Regions from separate parts of the Mus musculus genome. Here region 2 is linked to region 1. A link is a contact called in public promoter capture Hi-C data. All regions are on one chromosome and are shown on one strand. Each heading gives the region's core, a stretch centred on a gene start, on an enhancer-like site or on the middle of the called end of the contact. The rest is flanking DNA. Distances are from core to core; before and after follow the strand shown.

Region 1 (3,172 bases), core at 251-2,750:
ATCCTGGTGCCGAGTAACCTAGAAAATCTGAAGAACTGTTCAGAGCAGAGCCCTCAGGTGAGTCTTTGTCGGAGACAGGCTCGGTAAGAAAACAAGCACAGACTGTAAACCTAGGGCAGGGAACAAATTTGCCAAACTTATCGGTAAATGGAGGAAGATGGGGTAGAAGTAATGAACCCAGGAGTCTGACCTCTGATGTGTTGGCAAAACATCAGAGATGGAGGAGGTGCCTTGGAACGAAAAGTTTCCACAGACTGGAACTCACAGGGACATTTGGGGCTGGGGCTGGAGTTCCAAAGCACCGGATTTGGCAGTGCAAGGGTGCTTATGTGGGGAGCACAAGTAAAGGGAGGAAAGACCTCAAATTGGAGAGGGCGCTTCAGTCTGGTGGTGAGACAGCCAGGGTCTCCCCAGGGATGGAGGAGGGCAGGGAAGGCTTAGCCCCAAGCAAGGCTCGGGGACCCAGCGAATTGCGCCACGCTGCGGGCGGGCGGGTACGGGTACCACGGACAAGCTCGCACTGCTCCAGCGCAGGCCGGGGCAGAAGGCTCCACCAGGCGCTCCCGCAGCGGAAAGCGACTCACAGGTAGCGCTCCAGCCCCGGCGCGAAGCCCGGCTGTCTCAGGTAGGCTTCCCCGGCTCCGAGCGGCCCGAGCGCGCCGGCCGATCCCGCCAAGGCCAGGAGAGGCTGGGCGGGCAGCGGCGCGGGTAACCCCAGGCGCTCGGACGCTGGCGAGTAGAGCGGCGGCGAGGCTGCGGCGGCACAGGGCGGGAAGGCGGCGTCGGGCGCGGCGCAGCAAGGCGGCTCGGGCGCCACGGGTCCCGGCGGCTCAGGCTGCAAGCCCAACAGGCTGTCCAGGCGGAAGAGGCGCGCGGGCGGAGCGGACGCGGGTGCTGGCGGGGGCGGGAAGGGCGCATAGGGGAAGGGCGGCGGCGGCGGCGGCGGTGCGGGCAGCTCAGCGCGCTTGAAGCGCTTGCGGCGCCGCAGGAAGCTACCGTTGTCGAACATGTCAGCGGCCGCGGGATCGAGCGTCCAGTAGTTGCCCTTGCCCGGATTGCCCGGCTCGCGCGGCACCTTGACGAAACAGTCGTTGAGGGTGAGGTTGTGGCGGATGCTGTTCTGCCACTTGCGCGGGCTGTCGCGGTAGAAGGCGAAGCGCTCGGTGATGAAGCGGTAGATGGCTGCCAGCGTTAGACGGCGGCCGGGAGCGTGCGCCAGGGCCATGGCAATGAGCGCGATGTATGAGTAGGGCGGCTTCCCACGCTGTAGTGGCCGCCGCCGTCGCTTCCCCGGGCCAGGCACGGCCGTGGGCTCGGCGTCCCCACCGCCCACCACTTCCTCCGGTTCGCGCCCCGGTTCGGCTCCCGCCAGCGTCGGCAGCTGCGGCCCGGACGGCGTGAGCGAGGGCAAGGCCGGGAAGCCCGAGAAAGCGACTTGCGCATCCATGTGCGGGGGGTGGGGGTGGGGGTCCTAGGGATGCGGAGTCCCTGCTCGCGCCCCGGAGAGCGGGGGTCGCAGGTTCGCCTTATATGGACACACACACTCCCACCTCCCGAGGAGAGGGCCCTGACCTGCCCTCTAATTTGCTTTCCCAGCCCCCTTCCCGGGCTGGCAGCCCACCTCTGTTTCTCCCCCTCCCTTGGTCTAGTCCCTCTGGGTCAATTTTTTTCAGACCCTCCCTCATCCCTGAGTCAGTCTCTGGGCCCCATCCCCATCCCGTGGTATTTGGTAGTACTGCTCCCATTACCCCCGCCCCTTTGGGTCAACCCCAATTACAAACACACCCATTCAGCACACTCTACTGCCCTCTCCCCATTTTGTGCCTTGTAGAGGTCAGATCCCCCTTAGCCTTCCCCATGCTTCTAGTTCCCGCTCCAGCAGTCTTTGCTAGCCTCAGGCATCCTATGTAGCTGGTCAGGGAGGCATCAGGCTCCTTTGGACAGCAGAGAACCAGAGTGAAGATGATGGAAGACAGCAAGACAGCGCAGAACCAGGCTGCCTTTGTTGCAGGGGAAAATGTTTAGAAGCCCTAACTCCTTTCCCTGCTGCACCCCCTTCATCCTTATCCATCCCTGACTCCAGGGAAACTTGTTTCAAACATACATAACTCCACCTCTCCCCCCCAAAAGGCGCATACCCCCCCCCACATGCTTCCACTGAAGGCAGGGCTGAGCGAACTGCTTTCTGATGTAGCATTATCAGTGGGTAGAGAGAGGGGAGAGTTTTTGTTAAAATGCCCCACCAGCACACAGAGAGAGCCAAAGGCGGAGAAGCCTTGTTCTTAAAGCAGGCAGACTGACAAGATCAAGGGAAGTAGAGGCAGAGCAAGGAGCACAGAGACAAGAGAAGGTCTTACTGTGACAAGTCCCAGAGGCACTTACTGCCAAGGTCTTGTGAGTACAGCCAGCCCTTGAGAAAATTTGGGCACCCATCAGACTCCATCTCTGATGAAGCATATCTTATCCCTTACCTCGAGAGGAGAGGGCTCGGACCTGCCCTCTAATTTGCTAGTCTAGTGCAGATGCCCAAAGCTAGATTCAGGTGGCCTGTAGCCAAGGATGCAAAATCCAAATTCAAGCATGGGGCTCAAAGACTCCCCTCCTGTACACAGCTGATAACAAATCACAGCTACCACTGTTTAGCATTTTGTATTTGGTAAATACTTATAGTATTTCACTGGCATTTAAGCTCCACTGGGCGGTAGTACTATCCCCGTTTCTTGGCTGAGGGAACAGGTGCTCTGAGAGGTAAAGTAGTATACCTCGACTCCCACAAGGTACACTAATAGTGGCAGAGCAGAAATGAAACCCTGTGGTCAGAGCACTACCCATCACTGCTCTTCTAATGCCTTTCCTTACAATGGAAGCTTTAGTCCAGCATAGTGGCATGCATGTGTGGTCCCTGCACTGGAGAGACTGAGGCCACTTATAGGCTAGGCTAGGCTAGGTTAGGCTAGGCTAGGCTATGTAGTGGTACTCCATATCAAAAATAAATAAAAGGGGCTTGATGGCTTGATAAATGGGGAAGATGGCTTGATGAGTCAAGTTCTTTTTTTTTTTAATGAGTTAAGTTCTTGACATGCAAGTGTGAAGTCAGAACTTCAGAACCAACATGAAATTGGACTCAGCAGTGTATCAGTAGTCCCGGTACCCGGGTGACAAGACAGGAGGC
Region 2 (3,172 bases), core at 212-2,711, 270 kb before region 1:
CACGGGCTAGCAACAAAGACAAGATCAAGCCAGCAGAGGTGAAGGCTGCAGATGGAACACAGGGCAGAGCCTAAGAGAAAGCGCTGCTGCTGAGCTCCCAGATTTAAGACAAATCTCTCTCCAGCCCATGCCTGCTCCATGGTGCCCAGCGAGGACAAAGTGCTCCAGGAGGACCACTAGCCACACACACCCCTCACTGCTCCAAGCTTCGTGGAGCAGCTCTCCCCACTCTGGAGAAAGGCACATGGTAGAATGGATAAGGCCTTGGAGCTTCCAGACCAGCTTCTTGTAGGCAGATACCCTCCGAGTGACTCATAGCTCTCTAGCTGCCAAATGGCATAGGAGCTACTGGCTTCGTATATACGGTGCTGGTCCAGTGACGTGATGCATCACAACCTGTGGCTCATAAGGAACACTAGATAAACAGAAGCTCTCATCCTCTGAGCTTAGATCCAGCTGGATCAACAGGGTCTGCTCTGTCTCTTTCTTCCATCCAGTCTGTGAACTTATCCACCTCAGCTTCACCAGAGCCTGACCTTCAGGAAGGCTCAGTGCGACGAGAGCCCAGGAACTTCTTGCATAAAGATGGATGGATCCAGGCCATGTGAGTGAGACCCAGAAGAACCCCGCCCCCACCCAAAAGTGCGAGGAGCCAGGGGAGGGAACAGAAAGACAGGGCAGACCTCAGGAGGGGCAACAGCTTGAACACATTTTTCCCAGTTGAGGAGGCTAGAGAATGACTTCTCTGCTGAACTTTGACCTCCGAGTCACATATCTTCTTTGAACTGTCAGGCAGCCCCCAGCCCTGTCACTCTCCATCTAAGCTAGGCCAAAAGTGAAACTCCAGCCCTGCCCTGCAGCAGTTCCCATGAGCTCTATGCCTGGATGTCTTATGTGTGGGAGTGGAGGGGGGGTTACACATATCTTCCAACCAAGACCCACTGCACATCCCTGGCCCAAGCTCAGCTCTAACAGCCTGAGGTCCACGATGGATTCTCTCCAGCCTGGAAAGAGAGAGTTAAGTCACAGTCCAGGACTGACCAGGAGTCCTGCTCCCCACCACACCTATAGGGACCTAGGGAACTTAGGGAGCTTTTCTCACCAAACTGTATGGGTTACAATTTGCCTGAAGAAAGGCATCCTGAGTGGGAGAATCATGTAGAGAATGAAAGTACACAGCTTGGCGTGTTTGCTTCCTTCCCTCAGATGGTGAGGAGGGGAGGCATGGGCTCTTGTCTCCCTTGTATCGCCAGTATCTCCTCTCACAGAAACTCGGGCATTGAAGCAGGGCAGGCATTATACCCTAGTTTTACTTGTAAGGAAGCCAGGGTTTATAAGATTAAGGGAGTCTATCCAAGAACAAGTGGCCTGGCTCCAAACTGGCAGAGCCAGGACTCTAATGTGACCAAGGCTCAGCATGCCTGGCTGCAGCGAGAGCAGAGCAAAGTGGACATCCCAGTGTTTCAAGCCCATAGCATCTGTTCTGCCTGCCAGCAAGCACAGGTCCTCCTGGCTCCTGGGAGGGAGTCTCCTTGCGAGAAGATGGAAGGGCCCATGATTCAATACTAGCTGAACCCAGAGTTCCTCTTTGTGTAAGCAGTCTCTGCATCTGGTCACACCTAGCATCCAGAAGTGTTCTGTAAATATCTGTTGAATGACTGAGGTCACAATTCTTTCTAGAACATTCATGAAAGAAGCAACAATGTGATAGAAATGGGAAAGCAAACATGGAAGATAGAGGTGGATTGATGTGAAAGATTCACTAAGTTTGTCATCTGAAGTTTTTCTCTTTTCTTCCTATCTTTCTTTTTTAACCTATTACCTTCCTTTACTATAACAGGCACTGGTGGTTTGAATGAGAAATGTCCCCCATGGGTACATATATTTGAACACTTGATTCCCCAGTTGGTAGTGCTGTTTGGGGAAGTGGAACCTTTAAAGGATGAAACCTTGCTAGAAGAACAACATCACTTTTGGGAGGATTTTGAGAGTTTATCCTGCATATCAAATATTTGCATTAAAATTTGTAGCAGTAGCAAAATTATAGTTATGATGTAGCAATAAAATAATTTTATCACGGGGAAGAGGTGTTTACATGAGAAACTGTATTAAAGGGTCACAGCGTTAGAAAAGTTTGAAAACCACTTGTTTCTAGCCTTGCCCTACTTCCTGCTCTGTCTTTGCTGCTTCCTGTATGCAAATGAGATGTGGTCAGCCTGCTGCTTCCTGTTTCTGCTGCCAAGAAGTAGGAACTGTTATAATTCCAATTATCAGATCTAGAAACAGAGACCAAGAAATTAAGTAGCGTTTTCAAAGTAATTTAATGGTGGGGCTGGGCCGGCAATATGATTAAGTGTGTAAAGAGGTTTGCTGCCAAACTTGAAGATTTGAGTTCAATCCCCAGGACTCAAATGGTAGAAAGAGAAAGCTGATTCACAGATTGTCCTCTGACCTCCACACATGTTCTTTGGTGACACCCACCCACACAATGGGTATGATAATGTAAAGGAAAGTGGTGGAGTCCTGACTTACATGTGGTAGTCGAACTTCAGAACAAAAGAAGAAAGTCTGTTTCAGCTGCAAATCGCTCACAGATGACAGGCTAAGATGTGTAAGCAGTTGAAGCTGGACAGGAAACAGACCTGAGAAACACACAGGGTTCTCTCTAATGTGGAGATTTGGAGCACTGATTTCACTGTCGTTTCACTATTGCTATTGGTGTTGCCTCTCTGCCTGCCCTGTGGGACAAAATGAGCTATTTTTACAGGTCTATATGAAGTCAGGTATGGTGGTGTATGCCTTTGATCTTAGCACTTGGGAAGCAGATGAAGGCAGATGTCTGAGTTTTAGGCTAGTGTGATGGTTTGAATGAAAATGGCCTCCATAGGCACATAGGAAGTGGCACTGTTGCAAAGTGTGGCCTTGTTGGAGGAAATGTGTTATTGGGGATGAGCTTTGAAGTTTCAAGTGCTTAAGCCAGACCAAGTCTCTCTCTCTCTTCTTGCTGCCTGCCAGATCCAGATGTAGAATTCTCAGCACCATGTCTGCCCACACGCTGCCATGCTTGCCACCATGAAAGTCAATGAACTAAACTTCTGAACTGTAAGCAAGCCTCAATTAAATGCTTTCCTTTATAAGAGTTATAAGTGGAGCATGATCATCTCGTTAGATG

The links. Promoter capture Hi-C pulls out the DNA fragments that hold promoters and counts their contacts.
Region 2: a promoter capture Hi-C map of second pharyngeal arch cranial neural crest shows a contact between it and region 1. The contact joins the enhancer-like site here to the promoter of Foxe3 in region 1. A contact is called at or near these places in 17 of 39 promoter capture datasets (the C10 cell line, the HPC-7 cell line, HPC-7-derived erythroid cells and 12 more), 8 of 15 datasets of contacts at CTCF or cohesin (the NIH/3T3 cell line, embryonic stem cells, hippocampal excitatory neurons and 3 more), 46 of 484 Hi-C or Micro-C datasets (the 63-12 cell line, the Ba/F3 cell line, CD4 T cells and 33 more), 19 of 115 datasets of contacts at active chromatin or transcription factors (the HPC-7 cell line, a beta-TC-6 cell line, bone marrow-derived macrophages and 13 more) and 2 of 9 other capture datasets (adipose tissue and macrophages).

What each region holds. Positions count from the first base shown.
Region 1 is chr4:114,924,567-114,927,738 of GRCm38.p6, forward strand. Foxe3 (forkhead box E3) reads right to left here and starts at 1,501. Exons shown (of 1, transcript NM_015758.3): 1 at 1-1,501. The coding sequence starts at 1,447. The coding sequence ends at 581.
Region 2 is chr4:114,650,425-114,653,596 of GRCm38.p6, forward strand. The region is part of intron 1 of Gm33655 (a long non-coding RNA gene); the gene reads right to left. Among named protein-coding and RNA genes, the nearest start is that of Gm12829, 28 kb to the right of the region's middle. Within about 2 kb of position 1,462, at least 87 of the 459 cell types and tissues checked have an H3K27ac peak or open chromatin away from gene starts, as enhancers often do. A contact at or near this core is called in the 63-12 cell line, the Ba/F3 cell line, CD8 T cells and 17 more, where this site is marked.